Linked DNA regions of Mus musculus: region 1 is linked to region 2. The links are chromatin contacts, called in public promoter capture Hi-C maps. All regions are on one chromosome and are shown on one strand. The core of a region is the stretch at or near the end of the contact, and the rest is flanking DNA. Distances in the headings are between cores, read along the strand shown.

Region 1 (4,449 bases), core at 656-3,155, 3.2 Mb before region 2:
AAACCAAGGCTACAATTCAGTTATCTAGTGGTCAGAAACATCTTGAATTCCTTTGTCTTGATTTATTTTACATTAATTTCTGGTTATTATTTGTTCAGAAACCTTTACTGTCGCCAAATCTTTCACCAATCCCTACATTCAGCCAACCTCACGGGGTCATGCATGTCCCACAGGCTAAGAAGCTGACCTCTAGTAAGTCACAAAGGACAAGCTATGCCAACCCAGGCCTGACTTCCTGATAGGAGTAGTTATGTTAAAAAAAAAAAAAAAAGGCTGGAAAGATATGGTCTGGTCAGTCAGATAGCAGAATCAAGGCCACTTTCACCTAGAACCTCGGCCCAGAAAACAGAGCTTAGAACTCTTTCCCAGGCTCAAAAGCTAGCCAAAATAAAAAATAAAAACACCACCTAACATTTCCAGGCTGGTCCAGAGTTTTAACATTGCAACATAAAACAATGTTACCACCTACAAAGTTCATTCTCCACAAAGTTCACGGTCCAAAGTATTAAGGAAGTTAAAATACCCACCTGCACGTTTATCTGTCTGTGTCCTGACCCTGTACTCCTCTGCTTCTCCAGTGCTGGGATTAAAGGGGAGATAGCCTACATCTTTAAGCCAGCTCCCACAGCCTGGAGCAGGGGATGCCTCTCTCCAGCTCTCAGTGGGCCATGTAGGAAAACTGCTCATGGTTTTGACAATTCTAAAAAATTTTGTTTTGAAGTCAATTTTCTCTCTCTCTTTTTTTTTTAGGAGATCGGTCTGGAAACACCTCAGCTGTCTGCTTCACAGATTGCTCTTAAGGCTGCTCTCTGATTGGCTCCTCTGCTGCCACCCCATTAATTCTCTTACCACCTTTCTTCTCTCACTATGTAGCCTGGCTGGCCTGGAACCCAGTATATAGACTAGACTGTCCTCAGATTCACAGGTAATTAACCACCGATTTCAGTTTCCTGAATGCTTCCCCCGCGTTCTTATACACACACACACACACACACACACACACACACACCCCGCACCCGCACAATGAACTCTCTTCCCTTTTTTTTTTTTTAAGATTTATTTATTATATGTAAGTACACTGTAGCTGTCTTCAGACGCACCAGAAGAGGGCGTCAGATCTCATTACGGGTGGTTGTGAGCCATCATGTGGTTGCTGGGATTTGAACTCAGGACCTTCGGAAGAACAGTCAGTGCTCTTAACCACTGAGCCATCTCGCCAGCCCCCACTCCCTAGGCTTTCTAAAAAAGAATTATTTATTTTTTATGTGTATGAGTACACTGTGGCTATTTTCAGACACACCAGAAGAGGGCATCGGATCCCATTACATACAGACTGTTGTGAGCCACCACATGGTTGGCGGGAATTGAACTCAGGACCTCTGGAAGAGGGATCAGTGCTCTTAACCGCTTAGCCACCTCTTCAGCCCCATCCCTAGACTTTAAAGGAAAGTCTTTTCTTAACTCTAAGGTCTCATGTTCAATTCTCCCTCCCCTACACCGAAACTCGTAGCTTTGAGGCCCTTTCATTCTAATAAACCTCATCCTTCAGATGAATTATGGATTGTGTAAGCTTCCTTTCTAAGCTGACCATTAACGTCTCCCTCTTCCCGATATTTAACAGGAGAGAGACACACTCTCTCGAGAAAGAAAAATACTTTAAGTTATTGTGTTGGGTCACATTAATGGCGCTCATGCGGTCTATGCAGCGCTGGACACGCCGGACTGATTCTTATTACGCCTTCCAGCATCACATATACACCTGCTGCCTTGTGGAAAGGGGAATCGTTAGAACCTACGTTTTCATTCTTCCATTCACTTACCCCAACTGTCACCACAGGCTCGGCTAATCTACTCCCTAGTAGAGTGTCTCACACAGCAGCTGTTATAAAGGAGCCGCAAACTACCATCGTCCATTCATTGGCCAGAGCCTGGCTCGTAAGCTTTGCGGAGCTACTGTCCAACCGCCCACGGCGCTCGGGATTGGCCTACGTCACTTCCTTGGTTCCGGACACAGTCCACGCAGTAACTTGTTTTTGCAGAGACTGATAGGCGGATCGGGCGTGGCCCGAGCGCGCCCCACTCAGGGAAAGCTGCCGTCCCTCTTTGCCTTTGAGCGCCGCAGCCCTGAGAATCGCATCTGGCTTGGAAACGGTCCCAGGACTGGAGCCACCAAGAAAGCCGAAGGCAGTCGCGAAGAGCCGAGGACGCCCAGAGACTCTGCGGCTTCCGGGAAGCGGAACCGAGCCTACCCGGAAGGAGCCAACCTCACCTGAGGCTCGCTGAGCACCGGCAGGCGTTAAACCTAACGGAGCCCACGTCATGGCGGCAGACGGGACAGGGGTAGTCGGAGGAGGGGCTGTCGGCGGCGGCCTGCCCAAGGACGGTTTGCAGGATGCTAAGTGCCCAGAGCCAATCCCCAATCGGCGGCGCGCTTCCTCGCTGTCCCGTGACGCGCAGCGCCGAGCCTATCAGTGGTGCCGGGAGTACCTGGGCGGGGCCTGGCGCCGAGCGCGGCCGGAGGAGCTGAGCGTTTGTCCCGTGAGGTCAGGGGTCAGCCCTGGGGACCCTGGGGACACTCCCAGTTCGGTCGCCGTCAGTGCTACGCGGGGGGGTGGGGGGTGGGGGCAGGTCTGCAGCCTGCTGTGCTGGGGGGCGGGGTCCCCCTTCGGGACTTGGGAGGTCCTCTCGGGAAGGGTGTCTAGAGTGGGTCCCACCAATCGGGGGGACGACCCTTGCTGAGCCTGACCTGTGTGGATCTGCAGCGGAGGCCTCAGCAACCTGCTCTTCCGATGCTCACTACCGAACCACGTACCCAGTGTGGGCGGGGAGCCCCGGGAGGTGCTGCTACGACTCTACGGGGCCATCCTGCAGGTGAGGGAAAAGAAGGATCGTAACTTGGGAGTTCGGACATCTGGAGCAAGTGGTGCAGAAAGTGGTGTCTTATTTGTGTAGCTGAATATGCTGAAGCTCAAGAATTCTCAGTCAGTAAGAGCAGAAGTCCAAGCTATTGTAGATGAAGCCGATTTGGGCCAGTACCCACGTACCTCTGGCTTTTTCTGACATGAGCCCCTTTGCCATACATCTTTTATCAGGGTGTAGACTCCTTGGTATTAGAAAGCGTGATGTTCGCCATTCTCGCAGAGCGGTCTCTAGGGCCCCAGCTTTACGGAGTGTTTCCAGAGGGCCGCTTGGAACAGTACCTCCCAGTAAGAGCCCAGTTTTTGTTGTTTTTACCCCAAGTCTTTACCCTTCCCAAAGTCTGCCTTCACATCCCAGGTAGGGAAATTTCCCTAAGACCTTGATCTCCTCCCATCCCGTATCCCTTCCCCCTCCCGCCCCAGCCCCCTCACCACCCTGATAGGTTACTGGGTACAGAGCCGGCCGTTGAAAACTCAAGAGCTCCGGGACCCAGTGTTGTCGGGAGCCATTGCAACGAGGATGGCCCGTTTCCATGGTATGGAGATGCCCTTCACTAAGGAGCCCCGATGGTTGTTTGGGACCATGGAGCGGTGAGTCCAGTTTGGGATCCGTGCATCTAAAACTGAACCTCTAGTTGAGTGGATAGATACCCCAGTATCATGGACTCTGTTTCCCAGCCAAAGCCCAGTGACAGGACAATTTGGCCTGAAGAGTCGATAGAAGGGGGTGGGGAGAGATAGACAGAATGTTTCCCGTTTGGGCGGCTTCCAGGTACCTGAAGCAGATCCAGGACTTGCCTTCCACCAGCCTTCCCCAGATGAACCTGGTAGAGATGTACAGCCTCAAGGACGAGATGAACAGCCTCAGGTGAAGGCGGATGACATAGTGGGCGGGTGGGTGGCACTGGCATTTATCAGTGTCCTCTCCAGGATTTGTTGAGGGCTAGTCACAAGGCCTTATAGCCTACGCCTCTCTACCTCTACAGGAAGTTACTAGACGATACCCCGTCACCAGTGGTCTTCTGCCACAATGACATCCAGGAAGGTAGGAGAATGTATGTGAGTCTTTGAGCCCACGCCGAAAGAGGGCAGCATGCCCTGAAGTGACCAAAATCCCCATTCCCCTAGGAAACATCTTGTTGCTTTCAGAGCCAGACAGTGATGATAACCTCATGTTGGTTGATTTTGAGTACAGTAGTTATAACTACAGGTAAGTGTGGGAGGACTGCCTCCTGTGGGTCCTGTTCCTACAGGGTCCTGGCAAAACAGGCCAGGCCCTTCACCTCCACAGCCCCGCTGCCCATGGACTGAATGTTTGCTCTATCCTCCCAGGGGCTTTGACATTGGGAATCATTTTTGTGAGTGGGTTTATGATTATACTTATGAAGAATGGCCTTTCTACAAAGCAAGACCCACGGACTACCCCACTAGAGAACAGCAGGTATATAGTCTGGAGGTTGGGAAGAGAAAAGCCTTCTGGCTTCCTGTTCTGTTTCATTCGAAAAGAGGAATAAAGGCTACAGAGGGTGAT
Region 2 (5,042 bases), core at 796-3,295:
CAGCACTCTAACACCCAGGAAGCCCAACACCACGGGTCCAATCAGGCTGGTGTCTCCTGAGGCCTGTAGATGGCCATTCCTCAGGTGCTTCTCATAGTTTGTGTTCTATGTACACATCCCTGGATCTGTGTTCAAATCCCCCCTATACTAAGTACACTGGTTGACCTGAATTGAGACTACCTTAATGGTTTAATTTTTTTTTTTTTTTGGTTTTTTTGAGACAGGGTTTCTCTGTATAGCCCTGGCTGTCCTGGAACTCACTTTGTAGACCAGGCTGGCCTCGAACTCAGAAATCCACCTGCCTCTGCCTCCCGAGTGCTGGGATTAAAGGCATGCGCCACCACACCCGGCCCTTAATGGTCTAATTTGTTTGTACACATGTGTTCATATGTGTGCAAGTGCGCATATGTGAATGAGTGTGTTTGAAGAAGTGGCAACCTCTGTCCAGGAACCAAGCTATTGCCCCCCCTCCCCGTGCCCCCAAAAGCCCTCATTGAGTCACCTCTTTAAAGGCTCTGTCTCCAAATAAGCCACTATCTATGGCATCAAGCTTGGGGCTTCAGAATTCAAATGGGGGAGGGGGGTACACTTCAGTCCGAGGTAGGCACTGCAGGATCCTGGTTCTCACTAGTGAGCTATAATTCACACAGGTGGCCCTCCTCAGGTTCTTTAGTATTTTGTGGACCGTGTGGCTGTGTCTTCCTGGATGGAACTCCTCTAGGACTAAGGTGGAGTCCAGTCCTCTTGGTATTAAACACTTACATATAAACACTGCATTAATTTCCAGGCGTGGTGGCTCATACCTTTAATCTCAGCTCTTGGGAGGCAGAGGGAGGTGGATCTTTAAGTTTGAGAGTCTATAGAGTGAGCTCCAGGACAATCAGGACTACCCAGAGAAACCCTGTCTCAAAATAATAATAATAATAATAGTAATAATAATAATTAATAATAATAATAGCCCCTGCTGCCCTTGCCCGACACAACCCCTCACCAGTAACAGAGGCAGCATCATCAGCAATGGCAAGAGGTTTCTGAAGAAGTTTCATGTCCACATTCCCCAAGCCTCATCCCGATAGCCGTGAAAGGAAAGAGCTGGGACAGCCATTGCTTCAACTAACAACTGAGCTAGGTCAGGTCCAGCTTGCTCCAGGGTGGGGCTAGGATTCTGCCTGGGCCTAACCAACACTCCAGGGCTGTCAGGGAGCCTACCATTGGGCTGGGCTTCCAGGAAGCAAGTGATTCATGGTTGTCCCTGCCCTGCAGATGGACACAGGGCACCGACAGGATCAGACCTGTACCTTAGCCCTCTGGTACCAGGCACAGGCAAGGTAGACTTGGCCAGCTCCACCCCAGTCTGCAACAGCAGGAGAGCTGAGGGGGAGGGCAGAAGGCTCTCCTGTCTTCTTGAAAGCTGACTCCGCTGTGAGGCTTAGCTCTGTCACACCACAGAGCCCTGCACTCTTGGACCAGTTAGCATCTCCGAGGAGACTCTTCCTTGGTCAGATGTGAACAGATGCTATCACGCAACCAATATCTGAGTAACACATTATGCACAGAGACCATTTTAGACACTGGAGACCCAGTAAGGGACAAGCCCACATGCCCATGGAATTTTCACAAAGATGGGTAGATATGCAATGAGTGCAGTGCTGAATTTTGCCCTGCTGTGTCTTGGGATGCTTTGGCTGGGGGAGACGGAGTCCAGGAAGACCTCCCTGAGGTGGATATGTTCAGCTTGTCCCATGTTAAGCTGCATCAAGAGCAGCAACTCCGGTTCCCTAGGCCTGTTTGGGAGGGTACAGTCAGGTGACTGATAAGAAGACGCCTTCTCCCGTCTCTCTGGTGGCTGTAGACCCACAACCATCCACACATGAAGCTTCCACTCCCCTGGAAGGTAACCCCTGTCCTCTCCATCCTAGCCTTCCTTTGCCTACTGGGACTAACCTGCAGGACTCTTGCTAGCCGCCAGGAGACCAAGACCTAAAAAGAGACGGATGCCCAAGGTCAAATCGCTCCTGGGCGCACACCAGCAGTTCCACGGCCTCCTATCGCCTGCCCAGGACCGCCCGGGCAACATTTCTGCGCTGCTGGGACTCCGCCCGTCCCTTTGCAGCCCTCCCTACCCCGTCGCTCGTGCAGACCCAGCAGGACCCAGGGGCAGCCAGAGCGACAGACTAGTGTCTTTCAGGGCACCCGGCCGCTCCGACCGCCCTCCCCACAGCCAGGTCCCTCAGTCCCCTCCTCTGACCCCTCCCTCCCGTTCCTTCCTAGGCCTTTTCTGCTCCTCATCCTAGGCTCCCTAGACTCCTCTGTTTCTGATTCTTCTCTGGCCCCAAGTCTAGCTTCTCCTGTCCTCACCCTGGTCGCCTCCTCCCGGGTCCCCGCCACCCTCTCTGCGTACCGGGTGACGCAGCGCCGCCTCCCGCTCCCGCCTCCCCGCGTCACCGCCGGGCAGACTGCAGGGGCCGCTAACGGTCCCGCGCCCCCCCCGGTGTCCGCGCGCCCCGCGCCCGGCGGACGAGGCCGCGCCGGCGGCGATGGGGGCAATGGGGGCGGCGGAGCCGCTGCACTCCGTGCTGTGGGTGAAACGGCGACGCTGTGCCGTCAGCCTGGAGCCCGCGCGGGCTCTGCTACGCTGGTGGCGGAGCCCGGAGCCCGGGCCCTCCGCGCCGGGTGCCGGTAAGTGTGGCCATCCCGGGCTGGTGGGGCCGGCGCTGCATCCACCCCGGCCTGCGTAGCCCGAGCGCTCCGGGCAGGCTGGGATGGGGCGGAACTCGGAGGGAGGAGACCTGGGGCACGGGGAGAGGCGCCCGGGATACCGAGGCGCGGGGAATCCGAGACGCAGAGCCCGGGTGCCGGGCGGTCTAAGTACTCCGCGGCCTCTGGCGGGGAACCGTCTGGGTGCTGAGAGCCCAGATACTCCTGGAACTGGGATGACAAAGCCTCTGGAGGTGCTGGAGGGGGAGGGGAAGAGCGGACGTCCACAGCCCCCCACCCCCCATCCCGGAGCATCCGCGGGACCCTGGGGGAGGTCTGTTGCTGGTGCTGCCGTCGGGATGGCGCTGGCACACCTGGACAGGACTGGTTTCTGGTCATATTCTTCGTCCAATACAGTGAACCCAAGTACATACACATGTTTCTCTATGGGAGAAGCCCAGAGGGGCCCTGGCAGGGACTTCCTGCGATTAGGCAGTTGAGCAAGGGCCTTTGACTTTCCGATGGAGTGTACACCCTGCTCAGCCGCCCTCAGGGTTGAAAGAGGAGTAGCTTAGGCCAGCATGGGGAAAAAACGCAACCCACCCGCAGTGACTGGGAATGGTGCAAGGACACTAGAGCCACTCTCCCCGGTGCTTTGCTGCAGGTTGTCTGGTGGCCGACGGATTGGCGGAGATTTTAAAGATGTCATTCAGTCCTCCTTAAAAGGAGGATTACAGAAGATTGTATGTGGACATCTGGGCTGGGGGGCCTTGTAGACGACCTTGTAGACGAATTCAGTTTCATAAATTCCTTGCTCCATTTTGTTGTGTTTGTTTGTTTGTTTTGAGACTGTTTTCCTATGTGGCTCAGCCTCAGACTAGTATTACAGATGTGTGCCACCAAGCCCAACTTGTTATTCTCTCTCTCTCTCTCTCTCTCTCTCTCTCTCTCTCTCTCTCTCTCTCTCCTGGGAATGATAGAATCCAGGGCTTGTGGCTTGCTAAGCACAGTCTTTACCACCAAACAGCAAACATCCCCTGCAAGTTTCCCTTGAGAGCCTGCTAGGGGATGGACCTGGGGATTCTAGCCTAGTGGCTGATGGAGTGGGGCCTTTTCCACTTAAGGAGGCACAGAGGGATGCGTGGGGATAAGTGCATCTAATGGGCTTGGATCCCAATTTGAACCTCCGAGGGTAGGGCATCAAGCTTGAGTCCCAAAGGGGTGGTCACTCACCAGTGCAGACCTCACTTTATAAGGGTGGTGCTTGCCCAGGGAAACCTGGAAGGGCTGAGTGTTGATGGCGAACTGATAAGGAACCTCGAGAATCCAGTGTCAGGGTCACGGTTGGTGGGGAAGAGCTGGGGGATAGGGTCCAGGACTCCCTCAGTCTGGCAGGCTGAAGTGGGCATTGGTCTTTATAGTGGGTATCAAAGGAAGCCCCTGGATGGTTGTTTCCAGCTGAATATTTATTTATTTATTTATTTATTTATTTATTTATTTATTTATTTATTACAAAGACCTGGTGATCTCTTCAGGGAGGATAGAGAGGAGAGACAGAGCAGAGTTGAAGGAAGGCAGTTGACCCAGTCTAGGTGGGGACGATGGAGGTAGGCAAGGTTGGGTGACTGTCACCCTGAGCAGGCACCTGTGGGAATGGCGGGAGTCAGGACTCCCTGGAGGACACCCTGAATTTCTGTTGCCCTTCATTCGCTCATTCATTCCCTCGCTCATTCTACCCAGAATGGCTGTGTGGGTAGTTGGGGCCGTACGTACTCTGGTATTGTGCTGAGGCTCTGCAGACTGAGCTGAAGGGAGGTAGGGCTAAGGTAGCCTCAGACTCAATCGCCACCAACCCGGTTTCTAGCCTTGGAGTCAAAGCAGCCTTGTCTTCAGAGTGCCTTTCTGTGGCTCAGTGCCTGGGACTTGATTACCCTGAAGTTCTTCCCATGTGCCCCTGGCATCACCTCCCAGGGCATGTCTCTCTTGTTCTCGGACTTTATTACCACTGTGCTGCCTAGGCATGAGTGGGTTGAATTTCTTTTTTCTTTTTTCTTTTTCTTTTTTTTTTTTTTTTTTGAGACAGGGTTTCTCTGTATAGCTCTGGCTGTCCTGGAACTCACTTTGTAGACCAGGCTGGCCTTGAACTCAGAAATCCGCCTGCCTCTGCCTCCTGAGTGCTGGGATTAAAGGCGTGTGCCACCACGCCCGGCTCTAGTGGGTTGAATTTCAGGTAAGCCTCTAGGGCCTAGAATCCTGGCTTAGGATAAGAATACTGTTGCATGGTGGGTGCTCAGTATGTGTGAGCTGCAGTCCTTTGCTCTGGCTCATACAGACACGGGCCCCCG

Evidence for each region. Promoter capture Hi-C pulls out the DNA fragments that hold promoters and counts their contacts.
Region 1: a contact with region 2 is called in a promoter capture Hi-C map of pre-B cells. The contact joins the promoter of C730034F03Rik here to the promoter of Cerk in region 2. A contact is called at or near these places in 2 of 39 promoter capture datasets (liver and pre-B cells).

The regions. Positions count from the first base shown.
Region 1 is chr15:89,427,471-89,431,919 of GRCm38.p6, reverse strand. It overlaps C730034F03Rik (a long non-coding RNA gene), which reads right to left and starts at 1,905. Exons shown (of 4, transcript XR_875570.1): 1 at 1,821-1,905. It overlaps Chkb (choline kinase beta), which reads left to right and starts at 1,993. Exons shown (of 11, transcript NM_007692.6): 1 at 1,993-2,543; 2 at 2,763-2,871; 3 at 3,093-3,206; 4 at 3,376-3,509; 5 at 3,691-3,786; 6 at 3,905-3,963; 7 at 4,047-4,128; 8 at 4,251-4,359. The coding sequence starts at 2,320. Gm44502 (predicted readthrough transcript (NMD candidate), 44502) reads left to right here and starts at 1,993. Exons shown (of 27, transcript NR_004843.2): 1 at 1,993-2,543; 2 at 2,763-2,871; 3 at 3,093-3,509; 4 at 3,691-3,786; 5 at 3,905-3,963; 6 at 4,047-4,128; 7 at 4,251-4,359.
Region 2 is chr15:86,183,144-86,188,185 of GRCm38.p6, reverse strand. It overlaps Cerk (ceramide kinase), which reads left to right and starts at 2,045. Exons shown (of 13, transcript NM_145475.4): 1 at 2,045-2,679. The coding sequence starts at 2,538. Gm15569 (predicted gene 15569) reads right to left here and starts at 2,458. Exons shown (of 3, transcript NR_155352.1): 1 at 2,402-2,458; 2 at 1,945-1,980; 3 at 990-1,534.